Regions from separate parts of the Mus musculus genome. Here all the other regions are linked to region 4. The links are chromatin contacts, called in public HiChIP or PLAC-seq and Micro-C maps. All regions are on one chromosome and are shown on one strand. The core of a region is the stretch at or near the end of the contact, and the rest is flanking DNA. Distances in the headings are between cores, read along the strand shown.

Region 1 (3,589 bases), core at 929-3,428, 370 kb before region 4:
TCTGATTCTAACTTACCGGTAGGTCAGCATATCAAATAGCATTTGAATAGAATCGTGTTTTGCTTGGCTGTATTATTGTACTATCTGAGAATGCTGGCTGGTCTGACATATGCCTATCACAAATATGTAGGTTAGTCATATATGCTTGTATGTGTGGCTGCTTGTATGCCTGACACTGCCTCTTCTGCCACCCATGATCCTATCTGAAAACTCACCATGTGCATGGAGTTTGGCATTTGAAAGTTTTCCTCCATTGAGTGTTGGGAACAGACTCAGTATCCAAGTAATGCTGTTATGATTCAAAGCCGTTGTGAAAGGAGTCCAATAAATCCGGTAAAGGTTGCCTCCGAGGAACGTGGTGAACTCTCCAAGCTGTTAAAGCCCGTTTGCCTGCCTCTGTTAGCCTCCAGTCTCAGGTGTCACCGCTTTCTCTGCTCCTTCTACTCATAGTTAGTTCTCTGTTCCAGCATCCAGCACAGAAAGACGTGAGTGTTTTAGTCCTGGAGGGTGGCATCTGTCCGTCCTGAGACGTATGCTGAGAGTGAGTGCATTGCATATAGCCTGGGTATACACTAGGCAGTTCCCTGGTCATGGGACCGCATACCTACACTAGCACAAGCAGTTGTAAGGATGGGAAGTCTTAAGCAACTGACTTTAGAAGTCTGACATCTCCTTAGAAATTGTGGACGCATTTTCCTAAAGCATTCTGGGATCTACATTTCTTTCAGAGCTTTAACCATTAGTTGCTCCTCCCTGACCATCATACATCATGTTCAATCAACAATATTGACTGTTTGCATCTGTCTGTCTTAAATAGCTTAGTGTTAGCTCTCAAAGCCCTGCCCTGGTTTTCTGTGTAATCTAGAATCGAGTTCAGTGGCAGCCACTGGGTAACCCGTCAATAATCTGGTTGAATAAACTCGTCCTTAGCTGTGATCCACTGAGTACCTATGTTTGTGGCATGTCTTTGTTAGAGAAAATAGAAGCTGGGTGATCCTACTGAAATCAGCCACCTTTGGTGACACCTGAGTGCCCTCATCTACTCTGGGCAAATGAATATGCTTTATTTTAAGAAAGGTCTTGTTTGTGAACCTCGCTGTGGTAGCTCACTCCAGGGGTGAGACAGCACTCAACTCAGTCTCCATTTTATTGGTAGTATTTCCAAGTAGCTGGAACCAAGGCAAGCCCCAGATGCTAGCTTTCTTTTTGCCCTTAGTTATTTTCTAGTTGGGTTAAATCAGCACTCTAAATATAGGCCAGAGGACACCATAGAATACAGCTATCAGAATATTGACATATTAAACTTTGTAGTAGTAAGACTGGTGACTTTCAACTTTGATTCCTACCAATACCGTGAAGAAGGTAGGTAGATCTAGTATCAGAACATAACTGTCTCATTTATAGTCATTCTTGGGGTTTTGCTTGTGTTAATGTTTTATCAAGGACAAAAGTGACTATGACTTTAAGGAAGTTTGCAAGACTTAAAATCTTATAAAATAAAGGGTATGAAAACTAGAAACTTAGGAATTACATATTTCATAATTGGTCAGACTAGCATTACTGCTTCTCTTTTCCACACAGTGTTTTTAGTCAGATTGCTTTCAGAAAGCGAGGCTACTATAACTACTATCATACTGCTTAAAACAGTAATACTTTGTAGAGGAGGACTTAGGCTGTCCATCAAAGTCCAGACCCTGACTCTCTTGTTTGTTTGCTTCTTGATCCCCCCAACCCCACCGCTTATCTGTTAGAGTCAGAAAGACCTTATTAGCAGAATGTTTGTCTTCACAGTGATCTCTAAAAATCATCTTTAAAATAACCTTAAAGTATTCTAAGAAGCTAAGGAACTATTGTTCCTAATTAATTTTTAGTGGAGAAAGGTATTTTTTTCTAATCTGTACATTCAGAGGAAAATCATGTAGACATAGTTTTGAGATTGACAGCTTGAACGTTGAAAATACAAAGGTGTTTCCAGTTAGGCAAATTATGCGACTCTGTGATGATCACCAAGAGGACGACACCTGTCTTAACTGTCATTGTGACAGCGGTGTGCCCTGGGACCCCTGCCTTAGACTGACTGTGACCTGCTGGGGCTGTTAGTCTGGTGGTGCTGGGATGCTCCTGGGATACTCCAGAAGCAGCTGCTCGCCAAGGTCTGGTGCTCTCGCGCGAACGTTGCTGTTCTGTTTTTCCATTGACTGAGGCGCTGCAGCTGAAGGCCTGTCACTTGTGATTGATGTGGCCTGGCTCGAAGCAGCTGCACAGTTTCTGTCTGTTTTCAAAGGACAAGAGAACAAAAGCCTGAACTAATTAATGTTAAAGAGGCTGTTTTGCATAATATCTAATAAAATTATAATTGTGATTACTGATGCTTTTAATATAGGACTGTCTAAAAAGGTGGGGCTAACATGACGAGCATTAGTTTGTTAGCTTAGTAAAAGCAGAAAAGAAATGAAATGTGTGACTCTGATCAGTCGGAAGTGAAAAAGGGTCATAAAGAAATTGACTTTGAGGTGTAGTTGTACATACCTGTAATCCTAACACTCAGTAAGTGGAGCCAGAAGGACCAGGAAGGAACTGAAGGCCATCTGTGGTGGCATAGTGAGTTCAAGGCCAGCCTGAGCTTCATGAGATTCTGTCTTTAAAATATATGTGTGTGTGTGTATGTATGTATGTATGTATATGTATATTATATGTATATATGTATACACACACATATACACAGACACGCAACATGCGCGCACTCACACACACACAGGTCTGGGAATGAAACTGAGCATTTTATTCTCACCAAACTGAGGATCCAGAGAGACTGAAGGTGTGTGTGGTGGTGGCGACTTCCTGGGAAGAGTCACAGGGATTTGCTTTTGGATCACTCTGTGGCTTCTATCAGGATGCATGCGCATTGAATGGGGCTCCCTAATTCAGGCTGAGCTCAACACCCAGGAGCTATAAACCACTAACCGCTTGACAAGGCTTGGTGACAGCGTTATGACAAAAGTCACAAAGCCTTATCAGCACCTAGGGAGTCAGTGGTCCCTAGAGAGCGAGAGCTTGTGCAGTCAGGCTGCAGACCTGAGCCAGCAAAGCTGGAGAGCAAGTGGGAATGGGGCCAACTGGTTTGCCAGAAAATTAATTGATTCAAAACATTTTACAGGCAGATTAGAGAGAAAAAGTCCTGACGACGTTCCAAGTCACAGAGTCCAATTCAGAAGTCACCACATGGCCGATGAAGCACAATAATGTGACCTGGAGCCAGGAAAATCCTTAATCATACGGATAGATTCAGAAATGGCAAATGAGTTAGCAAAGACTTTAAAAATTATAGAAATAATTTACAACGGCTTTTAGAAAACGTTATACAGGACCAAGTGAAGCTCATTGTTTGACATGCCAAGATAGAGATGAGGGTGTTTTTAAAATGTAAATGAGGGGAAATGCTGAAAAAAAAAAAAAAGGTACTTTTGTTAAAATACACAAACCACAGATCCAAGGAGCACAGCAAATCCCAAGAACACTGTTAAGGCCAAGTCTGTAGTAATCTACTTACAAATAAGTGAAAGTAACAAGAAAATACCAAGAGCCTCCA
Region 2 (4,013 bases), core at 187-2,686, 400 kb before region 4:
AGGAAGTACCATCCATGAGCAGGTAGACTTGGGCTGTAGAACAAATGAGTTATGTTGACCTGTAAGCAAAAACAAATCCTTTCCTCCCTGTGTTTGTTTTCTTAGTCAGAGTTTTTTTTTTTTTTTTTAATCACAGCAACAGGGACAATGATAATAATGATAATAATAATAATGAGCTGCTGCTACACTTGTCAGTCTTTCTAGCATAAGTAGTCAAACTCAAGTTTCTCTTGCTAAAAAGGATGCCCTTGTAAACTACAAACAAACTGCATCTCTATGTGCCTTCTGAGGGGGAAGACGTCGGACAGGTAGAAATGAAATGTTAGCCTTCAGGGACTGAATCCTGGCTCTCTTTTCTTCTCCACCCCTACTATTTGTGAAACTGAGCAAAACAAAGTTCCAGTTTATCTCAACTGTAAAACTGGGACAATAACAGTTTTCAAATCAACATTTAAGGAGGCATCAACGCTTATCTGGGGATTCTCTGAGTCAAGTGTCCTTGGGATTATCTTTATGACGCACTGCACACAGAGATGGCAGGAGCTAGACCTCCTGGCAGCCCCTGGCGACTGGGTTCAGTAGTGCTAGCCTGCAACATGAGCCTTAATAGTTAGAAACCAACAGTGAGAATTCTCTTATAATGCAGACTTTTACTGATGGCCCTATCTTTCCCATGGCAAGTAGGAAGGCAAGGACACATTATACACATTGAAAATTGGGGCTACAATGCCTCTTCTGGGTGGTCTACAAAGGAGGCCCATGGATAGAGAAGTGTAGTCAGTCAGTCTTCATGATGGGTTTGAGATCAGGCAGGAGGTATCTTGTCTCTTTACAACTCAGGAACAGTGTTGCTCAAAATACAAAACCCGAAGCAGAAGGGAGGAGCCATAGGGTCAGACAAGGACCCTAGGTTACCATAAGTTCTCTCACCTCGCTCCCCATCAGTCAGTAAATCTCCAACAAGGGATCATCCATTGTCTTGGCAACACCTCTGAAGAACCTCTTCAGCCTGGAGGCCGAGCAGTCCGTGTCCATCAAGGGTTAAGGGAGGAAGCTGTACTTCCTTCACGATCACCTTGAAGCATTTCTTCTTCCATATACAGAGTGGCTGGTGGCAGGCAGGCGGACGGGCGGGTTGGGGAAAGCCGGCCTAGGTCAGGGAAGAGGCAAAGTTTTCCTTCCTGGGCGCGAAGGAGGGGAGGCGGCGTAGCGCGGGGCTGCGGGAGGCCGGTCGCCGAGCGGCGTGGCGCGGCGTCGCCAGCGTGCTCCTCCGTGCGCCCGGGCGCGGCTGGTGCTCCTGCAGAGGGAGCTGTGCGCCCGTTCCGGCGCCCGCGCGGCGACTCCGCTCCCTCTTGTCGCCGCTTGGGCCCGCCCGCCGGGGAGGGGCTCCCGGCCTTGCCGACAGCGTCTTCCTGCTTGGCGCACTGCCCCACCGTGAGTCCGCCCGTGCACGCCGGCTGTCCGCTCGCCCGCTCGCACGCCGCCCTCCGCCGCAGTCCGCGCCCAGCCTCGCCCGCACTTCCCCCCTTCAGCCCGCGCCCGGATCCGGCCATGCTGTCCTTCCAGTACCCCGACGTGTACCGCGACGAGACCTCCGTGAGTACCCCGCTCTCACCGCGCCCCCCGACCCGCGCCTCCCGCAGCTCGGTTCCCGCAGCCCCCGCTCGCCCCGCGCCGCTCCCCGGCCTTTGTTTGCGGAGCCGCCCGGGTCGCGGGGCTCCTCCCAGCCTGAACCTAGCGGGCGGCCTCGGCCCACGTGTCCACGCCCGTGGTCAACGCCGCTCGGCCCCAAGGACAGACCCCCCGGGCAGGCATGGGCATCTGGGGCCAGTGGGCAGCCAGAACGTACCCCTGTGCTTCTAAGAGGAGAAGCAGTCTGGCTTAAATATGGTGGTAGCACCAAGTGTATGCTGGTGTGTGTGCGTGGGAAAAATGATGTAAGATTTGAAAACAAAAGCAAACTTTGAGAACTTGGAATTTGCAAGTCCTTAGAGTTGAAGCTCATTCATTGCGCTTTAAGGCTGTGCTGTCCCGAATCGGGTGCCTGACGTTGGCTGCTGGGATGCAAATAAGGGAGGCAGTGTTGGGGAAGGAGCAGTGGGCCCACAGTGTGCTGGGGCCAGTCAGGTTCGCTTAAGAAAGGAAGTTAAGACGGGGTGGCCTTTTGCAAGGAAAGTTTTCCCCGCTGGGAGTTAACTGTTTACCTAAGCTGCAGGTGAACTGCAGGTAACTTGAGACCCAGGTAGTGAAATTCAGAAGTGTGTGTGTGTGTGTGTGTGTGTGTGTGTGTGTGTGTAAAAAGTAGTTTGGGACTTAAGTGGATTGAATCCAAACATTAGGACCCCAATTCCTGTAGTCACAACCTGGTTTCTCAGGTTACTTAAAATAGAATCAAAGTAAAAATATTTTTGTATAATACCATTCTATTTTTTTTCCTGTTTACTTTGATCTGGTTCATGACAGAAAATGTACTCTGAACTCAGCACATCACACATGGAGGTAAAGTCTCAGTGTTAAAGACCTTCTCCTTTTCAAGTGAACGTCCAAGTATCTGTGCTGCATTAATGGGTGACCCCTGGGAACCATGTTCTCAGTTGGTTTAACTGCTTGCTCATTGAATTCATCTTCAAGGGGACTGGTTAACTCCCAGACAACCTGAATGCTGTTGTTGGTGGCCCTCACTACCTGGGTGACATTGGGCAAGTCTTACCTGTTGTGAGTTCATGTGTGAGGCCCCCTTTTATACATGGACTATTAAGGCTGACAGGCCTTGACTTGTCATCTAGATGGCCGAGCTCTGCCGTGGGCCAGGTACAAAGATGTGAAACTGTTCCGACTCTGAGTCTTGAGTGTCTTTTCGGTTTTCAGGTTAGCATATGTACATGTATATATGTTACCAATAATATGTATTATACCTGTGTGTGTGTGTGTGTGTGTGTGTGTGTGTATAACTACCATTTTGTGGCTTTGATAAATATAGTCTTAGGATTTTCTTTTCTTTTTTGGACCCGGTAGTTGAGTGAAGGTAGTGTTGGCTCTTGCTTAATTTTTCCTTACTCCAATCTGCACCAGTCTTGTAGTTTATCAGTACTTAACAGTTCCTGAAAGGGTTAAATAGGGATTTTATGAAGTTTTCTAAAAGTTCACACACATCTGTGAAAGGAGTGTTTAAAATTTAGTATGCCCTGTTCCTTCTCACTGAAGGTCTCCTGATACCCCTAAGCCTGTAGTCTTGGTGAAGGAGGACCAGTCAGGTCTAGCCTCTGGTTTTACTGAGTACTGATGTTGACTTGATAACCTACCTTGGTGGCATTTTCCTACAGCGGGAGTTCTTCTACCAGAAGGCTTGACTTCATATTGGCTTGATTGTAGCTTTTGGATGGTTGGCCCCCTGTAGTATATGCTGGAGATTTCTGTAGTTCTGTCTCTCGGCGACCATCTTTCAGCCATGTTTATATGCGTCCCCTGAATATGGTATTTAAGCATGAAGCTCTTGTGTCTTCATGAGCAGAAAATGTCATGTACTGCCATCGCCTATTCCATGTCATAGTTATGTATCTAACAGGTCAGGGAATTTAGGCCTCCTACAGGACACTCAAGCCCTCATAAAGAGGTGCTGAGTGAGAGGAGAACACAGAAAAGGATGGGCTAATTTCTGTCAGGAGGAGGAAATAATTTTCTAATTGAGCTTGGAGTTGTCTGGCTAAGGGAGAATGGACGTTCCCGACTCTTGAGGTGAAAATAAAGCCATGGTTGTGCAAGTCCGAATAGCTATAAAATTGAATTGGCTTGTGGGATGCAGGAAAACCCTCATGACCATGCCATCCACAGAAGGTCAAGCTGGGAGACAGCTGGGAAGAGACACAGCTCCTGGCTTGTGGGGTCCTGGCTGCTGCGGTGTGCACCAGTCTGAGCTCCATGGAGAGGCGCAGGAACAGCAGGAAGCAGAGACGTGTCTTATCAGGCCTCTCACAGCCTCTGGGGAGGGCAAGGGTGGTTTCCCAAGACTTAAA
Region 3 (3,855 bases), core at 601-3,100, 340 kb after region 4:
AAAGCCCGCTGGCCCTGGAAATGAAAATTGGCAGGGACAAGTTCTCTTCTGAACTTCCAGAGGGAACGAGCTTGACAAAAATACACATCTTGCCCCCTAAGATTTACTTTAGACTTCTCATCTCCAGGAATGTAAGAATAAATTTATGGTGCCTTCAGCCACTAGGTGACGAGTGGTGCTCCTTAGCTGCAGTGTGTGTGTGTGTGTTGGGGGATGGGGGGGGGGAGAGCGGGTGGGGGTGGGGGTTGGGTGGGGATATGCCAAACTTGCGACAAGAGAGAGGAGGGAATGCAGGTTTTTGAGCAGCGTGGGCTAGACAGAATCAATTCACTGGTGAATGTTTTAATGACTAGTTTCTCCAGGTAGCATCGAATTATGGTGTATGAGTCTCTGTGTGCATCCGGTATGCACCTGTGTAATCTTGTGTATGTGAGTGTTACAAGAAAAACAAGTATTAATAAGAAATGTATAGAGGGGTTTTCCCATTCTCTGTTTTGTCCGTACCTGGGGTTCCTCCCAGTTGGGGAATTGGCCATGACACATACTGAAGAAGCCATATTGGTTTGATGTGTAAGAATGAACCTGAAACTACCCAGGAAAAAAGGCAAGTGAGCACTCTAGCCAGTGATCTGGGAATATGGTAGAGCCAGAATGAGTGTAGATGCTGCTGTGCCAACTAGTAGGTGTTGGGGTGAGGAGGAAGTCAGGGAATTTGTAGAAAGATGTAATTTATATGTCAGCCACTCCCAAGCTGCTCTCCTTTATGTAAATCACCAATCCCCAGCAAGTGCTTGGCTTTTCTGCCAACTTTTTATTTATCTGTTTGTTTATTTGGTGTTGGGAGTTGACTCCAGAGCCTTGTGCATGCTGAGCACATGGTCTGCCACTTAGCCACACTTGTCATCTCTTGCCAGAGGCTTCTCAGCCAGGTGTTTGAACCTGAGCTCTGGGCTGACACCAGAGTTGCTTGCTTCAGGCGCTGTTGATCTTCTCTCAGGACGTGACTTTGCAGTGCTTTTGGAGCCGAGGTTTGATGGGCAAGACCTCCCTAGCCTTGGCTCTCTGCTTCTGGACCTTATTTACCGGCCTCTCTGACCTTGCAGAAGTCAAACATCTGTCGTTCCTAATTTCTTTCTCTGGTCAGTCTCCCTGGCCTTTCCCGTGCCTTGGATGTTCCGCTCTGGAGAGCATTCTGTACATATTGATGAGCAGTATGTGGGAATTTGAGGGCAAAGTCAATGGAGCCTGTGTATCTGCACATAAAAGCTTACATCCTGGTACCACTTACTTGCCAGCAACCCAAGCCCGGTTCTGATTAATAACAGCTATGATTGTAACCAGATTCGCAGCATGTGGCCCAGAGGAAACAAAGACTGTGAAGCCAATTTCCACACAGGCTTCGAGACTGTCAGCGTGAAGCACTGACTGGGGGCTTCTGTGCGGTTTCAATTAGAGTTCTCTCTTTTCTATGCCCTCTTTCCTCTCCCCAGAGATTAAATACCAGTTTCAGCTTTGCTCTCTCCGTGTTATTGGGCTCTTGGGTGCTGCCTGCGTTTATCCCACCGTGTGCAGTGAGAGTTGAGGGTCTTTATTGTTATTTCCCCCCCTCTGTTGAGGTTTGGATAATGATTAACAGTTGGTCAGACAGGTCGTTCAAGGGGCACAGTTTGCTTCAATTCTACTACAGACCCGCATGTGGCCTGGCTTCTCAGTCCAAGCAATGTCCCTCGCTGGAGAAACGGACTCTGCCTGAGGATTTCTGTCTTGAACTGATAAGGTTGTGGGAGGACACAATGGGATTTCTTCTTAGGCTCCCAGCATCCAACAGTGCAGCATCCATGCGGACTTCCGTTGTCCTGCCAGAATTCCAGGAAACTAGGCAGAATGGAAAGTTCCAGGGCCTCCATGTGCCCCTCCCACAAGTACCCTGTGGACTAACACTGTATGCCTCTGCTCCGGCATACACGAAGGTGTAATTAAGTCTCTGGTGATTACTATTGAGAATGAATAGCACCGGAAGTGCAAAATAAAGCCGTATTCCTTGGTCTGAGGGAGAAGCAAGGATCAGTGTCAGCATTTTTTCCTCCCACAATGGTGAAACAGGTATGTCAGAGTTACCTTTTTTTTCCCCTTCTATGTGAATTTTGCGTGAGCAGAAAGACTTTCCAATATAAAGTCATTTACTAAACTGAGAGGAAAATTCTTAGATAGATGTCTATGTTTTGCCTGGTGGCTGACATGCAAGGATTATTTTGACAGAAAGTAAATAGCAAGGCAGTATGAGAGACTTGAGAAGAAAAAAAAATGGTTCAGCTCATGTGTTATTTAGTGAACAGGCCCAATCAATTTAACTTCCACTGCCAGAGGAGGGAGTTATGTGGCTGTATTGGGCAAGGCTCACAAATTATAATCAAGAAGTAAATAATATTGAAACCTTACAAATTGAATTTTTATTAAGAAATTCATCTCTGGTTACCTCAGGGTTTATAAAATTTTTTAGTACTTGTGGAAGAAGGCAGTATATCTCAATGTACAATACCAGATTGATTGGGGTGAGTAATTTTAACTTTTTAGGGTCAGAAATATACCTCACCTTTTAAAACAGGCTTAATGGGAAGGAAGCTGACAAATGTGCTATAAAAGACAGTCTATGCCTTCTTACATTGCCTTTTATCCACATTACCACTCCTGCTGTGGGTCCCATGTACTTTACAAATTGGGATTAATGGCTTTTTTTTTTGCATGAGAGTTTCAAGGTCACAATTTCATAAATCGTGCAAATAAACAAATCCTCTCTATCATCGACTCTGTGTACTTAACATTTTTATATTTATTACTTTCTGCATTTATAAGATACTGGAACTGCTATTAATAATTTGTATTTCCTGTACAGGCATATAGCTTAGCTCGAAAATGTGAGTGGAAACTTTAACACCACATTTTTCAAGGATGACCAAGTGGAGATGTTTTCTGTTCATGCACGGCTCATTGCCATAGTTTCTTCAGTTAAAGCAGAAATAACAGCAACTGACCTTTGAGAGTATTATATGAAAGGCATTTTGCATGTAGATTGTTATTTCAGAAAGCTATATATATCAATATATTATTGATAGCATGTTATAGTGAGAAGAATTCTAGGCCAAGTTTCAGGTCTTGCTATGTTATTAATGGCAGTGTCAGATGGGTTTTGAGTGACAATGTACCCTTGCTCTCAAAGTCCATGTCTCTCCATGCCTATCACCATTTAAAATATTTATTTGCTTTTGTTTTGTTGGTGTATGTTTCGCCTGCATGAACATATGTGCACCTTGTGCATGCCCCTGGCATCTGAGGGGGCCAGAAGAGGGTGTCAGATCCCTTGGAACTGGAGTTACTGTGTGCTGCCACGTAGTTGTTAGGAACTCAATGGTCCTGCCCTCAGTGGTCTTCACTGCAGAGCCATCCCTATAGCCTCGACAACCGTTTTCTCAAGAGTGTTATCCTGCTTTAGTTTTGCCCCATGGTGTCTGACACACGGGGGATATGATGAGAGGAACTTAAGGAGGGTTATTTCAGCTCACAGTTCAAGGGTATAGGCTAGCATGTTGGGGAAGTCCCAGCAGCAGAGACTGAGGTAGCTCTTCACATTGCAGAAAAGCAGCAAAGCGGAAGGGGCAGACACATGCATGCTAGTGCTCAGTCACTTCTGCTTTCTCAGGTGTAAGACCCACAGTGGATCTTCCTGCAACACAACATAATCTAGACACCCGTCCCACCCATGCTCAAGGTCCCTTCTCCCAGGCGACGCCAGATTCTGTCAAGTTGACAATTAACTCCAACCTTCACTCTTTTTGATAGAAAGAAAACATCCACTTC
Region 4 (3,543 bases), core at 745-3,244:
GAAAGGTATTTATTGTTTCCTGGGGACATTTTTTAAAATGGAAAACAATGACTGTCCTTTGGTATTTAAGTTATTTTTAAAAACTGTAACACAACACAAGTAATTGTAGAAATTTACTGTGCAACCAACTATCCAGTTTTAAACAGCCAGGTTTGGCTGCATTTTCTTTTTAAAAAAAAAAAAAAAAAAATTGGTCTCTTAAAGAGACAGTATCCCTGAATCAATGACCTAAAAGGAAATAGTTCTTAAAGGTTTGGTTAAATCTTCTCTGGCATTGCTTCAAACCCCACTCTTCATTAATGACATTCTATTTTATTTTACTATTAACCAAATTATTTTTTCCTAAGCCCGCAAATGACCACAGAACAGACAGTGATAAACTAGTACAGGTGGTACTGTCATTAGAAGTATCCAAAAGTAGGGTGCCTATCTATACTTTCTTACAACAAGCCAACTGGCTGTGGGAAACCTCAGGATCCCAGGGTTTCTTCCTGCACTTCATGTTCATTCATAAGTCCAGGCAATGTAAGCCAATAGTAAGGGGCGCTTCCAGAATGCAATTTCCTTGTCGAATGAAGGGAAGGTTTATTAAATAATATCAACTCGAGTTATGTTGTACCAGTCAGTGAAGTACCAGCCTTCATTTTCTATTTATAAAAATATACCCCAGCAGGGACACATCTGAAAACTGGACAATCACCTGATTTTTATCGAATATTTCCGTATTACAATACACTTAAAAGCACATTTTTCTATATATATTAACATAACTACACACCAACTCCCAAGCATGGAATCCGGTAAAAAAGGGATTAAAAAGTCTGGCTTACTTGGTGTACAAATACATCCACTGGAATATCCAAGGGATTTCCCTCTCGACTTATCATGGAGATGAATCCGAATCCCATGCGCACGTTGAACCATTTACAGTGGCCAGTGCCATGCAGAACCTGGGGTTCGTCCTCTGCCAGCCCGGGCAGTTTTTCTGGCTCTTCACCTTTGCTTGCCCCGCCTGACACGGAAGAGGACAAAAGTCAGTTAGCCTGCATTTCTATACAGTGCTCATCTAAACAAAAAGTTTTGCTTGGGAAAAGAAGACATGAAGATTAAAAACAAAAGGTTGGCAAACATTTTCCTTCTTAAAAAAAAAATTGAAACAAAAAGGGTTAAAAGCAAAGCCAGGGAGGGGAAGCCACATTGCTGCACTGCTCACAGCAGCTTCCACGTTTCCGTACAGCCGCAGACTTTTTCATCTGGCTCCTTTCTCGGCAACATTCTACGGTTACAGCTTCTGACACTTCACTCACAGGCTGCTGATCTAATACTATTCCAATTTACAAAGAGTAATTTTTCAGCGAGATTGCTTTTCCTAGCAAGGAGAAAGAAAAAAAGAGAAATCCTAAGGATGGCTGGCTACTGGTTAATGCACATGAGGCAGACGGGAATCCCGGGGTATTTGCAATGTGCGTTCCCCTCCCCCTAACTTTCAATTAAAGTTAGGGTAGAATGGGGGAGGGGGCAGGTGTATAAAAGTTTTCTTGAACTCACTAACTGAAACTACACGTAATCACACACACACACATGCACACACACACACAATTCAAACAATAGCCCTCTGAAAGCTTTCCAAGTTGTGAATCAGTGTGGGCGGTACAAAACATTTTGGAGATCTGTAACAATAGGTTTTGCCAAAGCCCCACGGCACTCTAAGGGGGTGGGGAGATAATGCCCAGTATTAGGGTAATGGGGGAAAGGAGAGAAGGGGTGAAAAACTACGTGGTGGGGAGAAGCAGGGGAGAAAAGAAGAGAGGAATCACAGTAAAACAATAGAAAAGAAAATTAACCTTCGGCCATGTTGCCCCACCGGCCCTCAGCTTCAAACTCCAGAGATGAAAACTTTCCCTTTGGACCGGAGTGATCTTCAGCATCAGTCTAACATCTTGATTTTGTGCGATCACAAATTTAGTTCGCATGGTCTAATGTGCTTTCCTTCTTTTGATTTTTTTCTCTTCTCTCTCCGGTTTCTGGCCCCTGAGCACACGTGACTCTGTCAATTACATGCTTTCTTGCTACTAATTCACCTCGGATCCTTAAGGGGCTGGCAAGAGGAAGAGATAACCAATCGCCATTTCATCTGTGCTGACATCAAAATAATTTATGAATGAGCACGAAAAACTCAAACATGTTATCTTAAAGACAATCTGGGACGCTTCTTTATGATTAATCAGAATGCTGATTTTGTATTATTTAAACGAAGGGCCCTTGTGAATCGCTGGTTTAAAAAGGCAGTGTATGTGCACACGCCTGCTCTACACACAAGCTTCTCTAATCTCATAGGGGAGCCATTTAAATAAAGCAACTGATGTTATTATTCCCCACATATATACACCCCATAGGGATTCTGCTATTTCACAGCACCAAACCACCTTAGGGACATTAATATTTAATTTGTAGAGGAAAATACGCAATTCTTAAGTCCAAACTTAAATTTAATTATATAACAATTAACTTCAGATATTGGTAACATAAACCTACCAAAAGGCAAAAGCACAACTAATTTCAACCTGATTTTTTTTTCAATTTGAAATAAAATCCTACTGAAAAAAATCACTACTAATTTCCTATCAAATAGTGTTGCTCATATCTGAACATTTTTGAGAAGTATGAAGAAATTATACTTCACAGGTTTCTCCGACATCTCTTTCCGGGGGAGGAGATGTGATTAATGACTTCCTAAATTACAGCCCAGTTTTCCAGCCTAACGTAGAGTGAACCTCAATCAGCGGTGATTGTTCCCCAAGAGCAGGAGACTCAGCGCAGGGGGGGGGGGCAGGGGGGGCAGCGCAAGGAGGTAAAGAGGGATGCAGGAGAGGCGACTGTAAAGAAAAAAGCCTCCGCTGCTGGGGTGGGGGGTGGGGGAGGGCGCATAGGGGAAAGGTAAATCCGCCTAATATTAAGTGGACCCTGACATCTTAGAGGTCTACTGCCAGCAAGCAGGTCGGTCAAATGCATGAGACTGTAATAACGCAATGGGCTCCTCCTGTCCCTTCCTGTTGGCCCTCTGCATCAACACTTTTTGCTTTTCAAATTGTTTTTGTTGTGTTTGTAACCGTACTAACCACCTTATCGAATGTTTAAAAAAAAAAAACCAATGTATATTAACTAGAAGTGCTTTGTTTCTTTAAAATAAATTACCTGTTTTGAAACATTATAAGGCTTCCACCAGTCTTTCACTACCCCATCCCCCCATTTTCTTAAACAAGCAGTTTACAGAAAAACTGTAGATACCACTTCCCTTCTTCAAAGCTACCAGCTGACCCTCCCCCACCATGCCCGAACACCCCTCACCCCATCTCTCTAGCCAGCCCACACAGTGCTTCACACAAACTAAAATGTTGGGATTATGAAAAGTCCACACAGCACACCTATTAACACTCCTCCTCATGCTGAAAACCTAAAAATAATTGACTCAGATCTGAAATTAATCGATACATAAAGAAATAAATTATTTTCAGCTGTTTGTGATAAATGGTATCCAATCAA
Region 5 (3,487 bases), core at 946-3,445, 420 kb after region 4:
CAACAGCAACCAAACAACACCAATCCTTGTTTGTCTTTTGAGATTGCTTACTAATTTGTATTCTGCATCCATCCAAAAGATGGTTGGGATGGAAGTGACCAAAACCTGGGTAAGACCAGCAGAATCTAATTCTATGATTTGGAAACACAGTGCTATGCCTGGAAATCGACCAGCTGGAACAATGCACATCACCACATCACACCCTGGCTCCTTCTCCTCCCCCTCCTCCTCCTCCTCCTGCTCCTCCTGCTCCTCCTCCTCCTGCTCCTCCTGCTCCTGCTCCTCCTCCTCCTCCTCCTCCTCCTCCTCCTTCTTCTTTTTTTGAGACAGGGTTTCTCTGTGTAGCCCTGGCTGTCCTGGAGCTCACTTTGTAGACCAGGCTGGCCTCGAACTTAGAAATCCACCTGCCTCTGCCTCCCGAGTGCTGGGATTAAAGGCGTGCGCCACCACGCCCAGCTTCCTGTCTCTTCTTAATGGGGATAAAATAAACCACAGACATCACAGAAAGAGAACACTGTGCATTTTCTACAAATTTGTGAAATGGGTTAAGGGATGACATTATTCAGTCAGGCTATTTGAGGGCACAGAGACAGCAGGATTGCTTTTTGCCTTGTTACCACAATGAAAGCTTCTGGGTTTCTCACTGCCTTTTTCAAGGCTGCAAGATGTGGTTAAGTCTGCACTCTGACTGCCCTGATTTGACTCCGGCCTCCACCATTTGGAACTAGCAGTCCTGGTGCGTTCCTCCACTCCCTGCCTTGGCTTCTTTGGCTGCAAGATGACCATAACAAAGGGGCCTTTATTCTGAAGCTGTTGTGAGCACATATTGAGTCAATACATACAAAAATGCTTACAATAGGTCTGTCTTTCTTTTGAGGTATCTTTCCTTAACATTTCTTAAGTAATAAAATAGTTCAAGAAAAAAAAATAAAACCTAAAGACCATGACAACCCCCATGATTAGAAACAGGTTTTCTGGCACATGAATGAGCCTTTCAATTTTCTTTATATATTAGAAATTCTTGATACTTTTATTATTATGGTGGAAGAAAAAGGAGAAGGAATGAGATGTAGAAACAGAACTGTCAGATGAAATGGAAATTTCAGGAGAAAGAAAACCACTATTGCTTGTCTTCATATAGTTGATTGTCGCCGAGCTTAATTACAAAATGTATTTTTGGCTCCCTCACCATTTCGTGATTTCATTAAAGAGACACATAGTCTTTGGTGCAACATGAAGGACCAAAGAGCCTATAAGAGTTCAGAAATCTAAATGTTTCTACAGGATGCACGTTGTTCTCATAAAAACCAATTATATCTGGAAGAGAAAGAAAACAGGTACTATTCTCTAACTTCTTAGGGCATATCTATTGGTGGCTTTGTGGCTGTTACTAAAAAGGTTTTGTATGGAGCTGATGATAGAAATTGCTGTAATTCCCTTGGCTTCATCTGAAGTTTTGTTAAGTCATTTGCCCCTGTAGTCTATAACCTGATGTGGTTGTGTCTACTCTCAGGCACGCATGAATGACTTCTGTTGAGATATTTGTGTGTGTGTGTGTGTGTGATAATGTGTGGATTTTTACATTTCAAGGACAGTAGTGAAGTTTCTAGAACTTTTCTCTTTGAAAATGTAGAGGGTAGAACTATCAGTAGCTACGGGTAGAACATAAAATTTGTAGGAGTAATTTTTATTGTAAATGAGAATATATTATGATAACAACTTTGCAAATGACACTGGTAAAGTCAACAATTGCTTTGGGTGTGTGAATGTAAGTGATGTTTCAAGAGAGAATAGACTTCTTTCACTTAATCTATTATCAATGACTTTTAAAGAGTTGTAGTCTTCAAGTCCGTTACTCTGGGAATTCCAAGGTCTGACTAATCTAAGGTTATTAGACAGTTTATGAAGTTTAGACTTTTACATTAGGCAGACCATAATCACTGAAGGGTTAAAGATGCGCTTAGGACAAGGAAGAGGGGCCTTTAGAGGCCATTTCCTCCACTCTCAGCATTCCTGCCTGGCAGGTTGAGTCACACCAGTCTTTATTAAATGATGCATAATTTGGTGATAAATTGGTTTAGCTCTGCCTGTTATAAGTCAGGCCTGAGGTTTCACAGGGGTCAGTGTAGAGGCACTGTAGCTGTTTCATGTCATTAGTGTTCAGCCTGCTGCCATGTGTAACTGCTCCAGCACATGTCTTTCATTAGTGGCCACAATGCATGCTTTGTGTGTGACCATCCTTAGATGGTAAAAGCTGATTTAGAGCATTCCCACCTTGCTTTTATGCCAATAGACTCCATCAGACCCACATGTGTGTACAACACAAGACTTCTGTCCTGGGGTCAGGCTTATTTCCCATTTGTATCATGTCCTGCCCTGCCTATCCAGGGTAGATGTTCTCTCTGAAGTTAATGGGTGCTGAGTGCTGGGTAGGACTCTTCCTCCTTACTGTACCTCAGAAAGTTCTTATATTCCCACTTCCTTTATAAAACTTTCTTTTGCTAAGTGGAAGACAGTGAGCTGAAACAAAACTCTGCCATGGACTTGTCCAAATGTTATTGTGTGCGCTGTGAGTCACCTCCATGTTAATCAGGTCCCAGAGGGCACATCTAGAAGCTAGCCCTGTTAAACTCATTTTGTGGTTTGACTACAGTAGCAAGGACACAGGCATTCTCTAACATGGGTTGAGATCACGTTTTCTGTCTTGGTCTCTGCACCTTATTCTTAGAAGTGTCTTTCACAGAGGATTAGATTTACTTGGAAACAAAGTAGTGTAAGTGCCTTTGGGAGGCTACTGGGAATACAGCTTTGAGTTTGGAGCCAGGAGGTCACATCTGGCCTCCATTATTCCTTTGATGTGAAATGTTCTCTGCTTTCACAGTTTAAAGGCACATATCATCATCCTCTCTCCCACTTGTTGGAGAGCTAAATGTATGTAAATGTGTCCGGTGGTGCTTAGCACACTGTTGGCACTCTTCACTCACTCACTCATTCATTCATTCATTCATTTTCATCTTATGTCTAGTATTCTAAGCATAGAGGATGAAATAGACAAACAGGAATTGTTCTAGTGGTATGAGAAAGATATAAACCCACTAAGTAAGAGTGTTATAGTGGAGGTCAGGCAAGCTAAGTGTAATGCAGGAAAGTTCAATTGAAAGTACAGTGATGCTTTGGTGTCTGAAGATAGTTCCTGACTATTGGGAGAATCCAGGAGAAAAAGGATACTGGCTTAGAACAAGGCAGTGGCATGCTAGTGATGCAAAGATACAGGATTCTGTGTACATTCCAAGTAAAAAGTAAGAAGACGACTATTCCAGAAAAAAATGGAATTGAAAGGCTCAGAGGTAGGTGAGCAAGTAAACTGTGTGCATATTTGTGAAGAGAGCATTCTAAAAATGAGAATCTGGATATATGCTTTTCCTGAGTGGTGGCACAACAGTAGATGAGGTACCAGGAGCCATGTCATGTAAGCATACTAGGTCAT

Evidence for each region. Hi-C and Micro-C count contacts between places; a contact is called where the count stands out from the background. HiChIP or PLAC-seq counts read pairs in DNA pulled down with a chosen protein or histone mark.
Region 1: a contact with region 4 is called in an H3K4me3 HiChIP or PLAC-seq map of stem cell-derived neural progenitor cells, with 13 read pairs. The contact joins the enhancer-like site here to the promoter of Lin28b in region 4. A contact is called at or near these places in 1 of 39 promoter capture datasets (pre-B cells) and 2 of 115 datasets of contacts at active chromatin or transcription factors (pro-B cells and stem cell-derived neural progenitor cells).
Region 2: a Micro-C map of embryonic stem cells shows a contact between it and region 4, with 6 times the contacts expected there. The contact joins the promoter of Prep here to the promoter of Lin28b in region 4. A contact is called at or near these places in 5 of 484 Hi-C or Micro-C datasets (the G1E-ER4 cell line and embryonic stem cells) and 1 of 115 datasets of contacts at active chromatin or transcription factors (embryonic midbrain).
Region 3: a contact with region 4 is called in an H3K4me3 HiChIP or PLAC-seq map of embryonic stem cells, with 4 times the contacts expected there. The contact joins the promoter of D030045P18Rik here to the promoter of Lin28b in region 4. A contact is called at or near these places in 10 of 39 promoter capture datasets (the C10 cell line, cranial neural crest, embryonic stem cells and 6 more), 8 of 484 Hi-C or Micro-C datasets (the N1E-115 cell line, cerebral cortex, cortical neurons and 3 more), 6 of 115 datasets of contacts at active chromatin or transcription factors (differentiating embryonic stem cells, embryonic stem cells and stem cell-derived neural progenitor cells) and 1 of 9 other capture datasets (embryonic stem cells).
Region 5: an H3K4me3 HiChIP or PLAC-seq map of embryonic limb bud shows a contact between it and region 4, with 3 times the contacts expected there. The contact joins the enhancer-like site here to the promoter of Lin28b in region 4. A contact is called at or near these places in 2 of 115 datasets of contacts at active chromatin or transcription factors (embryonic limb bud and pro-B cells).

What each region holds. Positions count from the first base shown.
Region 1 is chr10:45,101,238-45,104,826 of GRCm38.p6, forward strand. All of the region lies in intron 6 of Prep (prolyl endopeptidase), which reads left to right. Among named protein-coding and RNA genes, the nearest start is that of Prep, 36 kb to the left of the region's middle. Within about 2 kb of position 2,179, at least 55 of the 459 cell types and tissues checked have an H3K27ac peak or open chromatin away from gene starts, as enhancers often do. A contact at or near this core is called in pro-B cells and stem cell-derived neural progenitor cells, where this site is marked.
Region 2 is chr10:45,065,780-45,069,792 of GRCm38.p6, forward strand. It overlaps Prep (prolyl endopeptidase), which reads left to right and starts at 1,437. Exons shown (of 15, transcript NM_011156.3): 1 at 1,437-1,596. The coding sequence starts at 1,552. It also overlaps 2310075K07Rik.
Region 3 is chr10:45,805,854-45,809,708 of GRCm38.p6, forward strand. D030045P18Rik (RIKEN cDNA D030045P18 gene) reads left to right here and starts at 1,851. Exons shown (of 3, transcript NR_040624.1): 1 at 1,851-2,103.
Region 4 is chr10:45,468,207-45,471,749 of GRCm38.p6, forward strand. Lin28b (lin-28 homolog B (C. elegans)) reads right to left here and starts at 1,995. Exons shown (of 5, transcript NM_001031772.2): 1 at 1,845-1,995; 2 at 831-1,012. The coding sequence starts at 1,854.
Region 5 is chr10:45,891,901-45,895,387 of GRCm38.p6, forward strand. No RefSeq gene overlaps it. Among named protein-coding and RNA genes, the nearest start is that of D030045P18Rik, 86 kb to the left of the region's middle. Within about 2 kb of position 2,196, at least 32 of the 459 cell types and tissues checked have an H3K27ac peak or open chromatin away from gene starts, as enhancers often do. A contact at or near this core is called in embryonic limb bud, where this site is marked.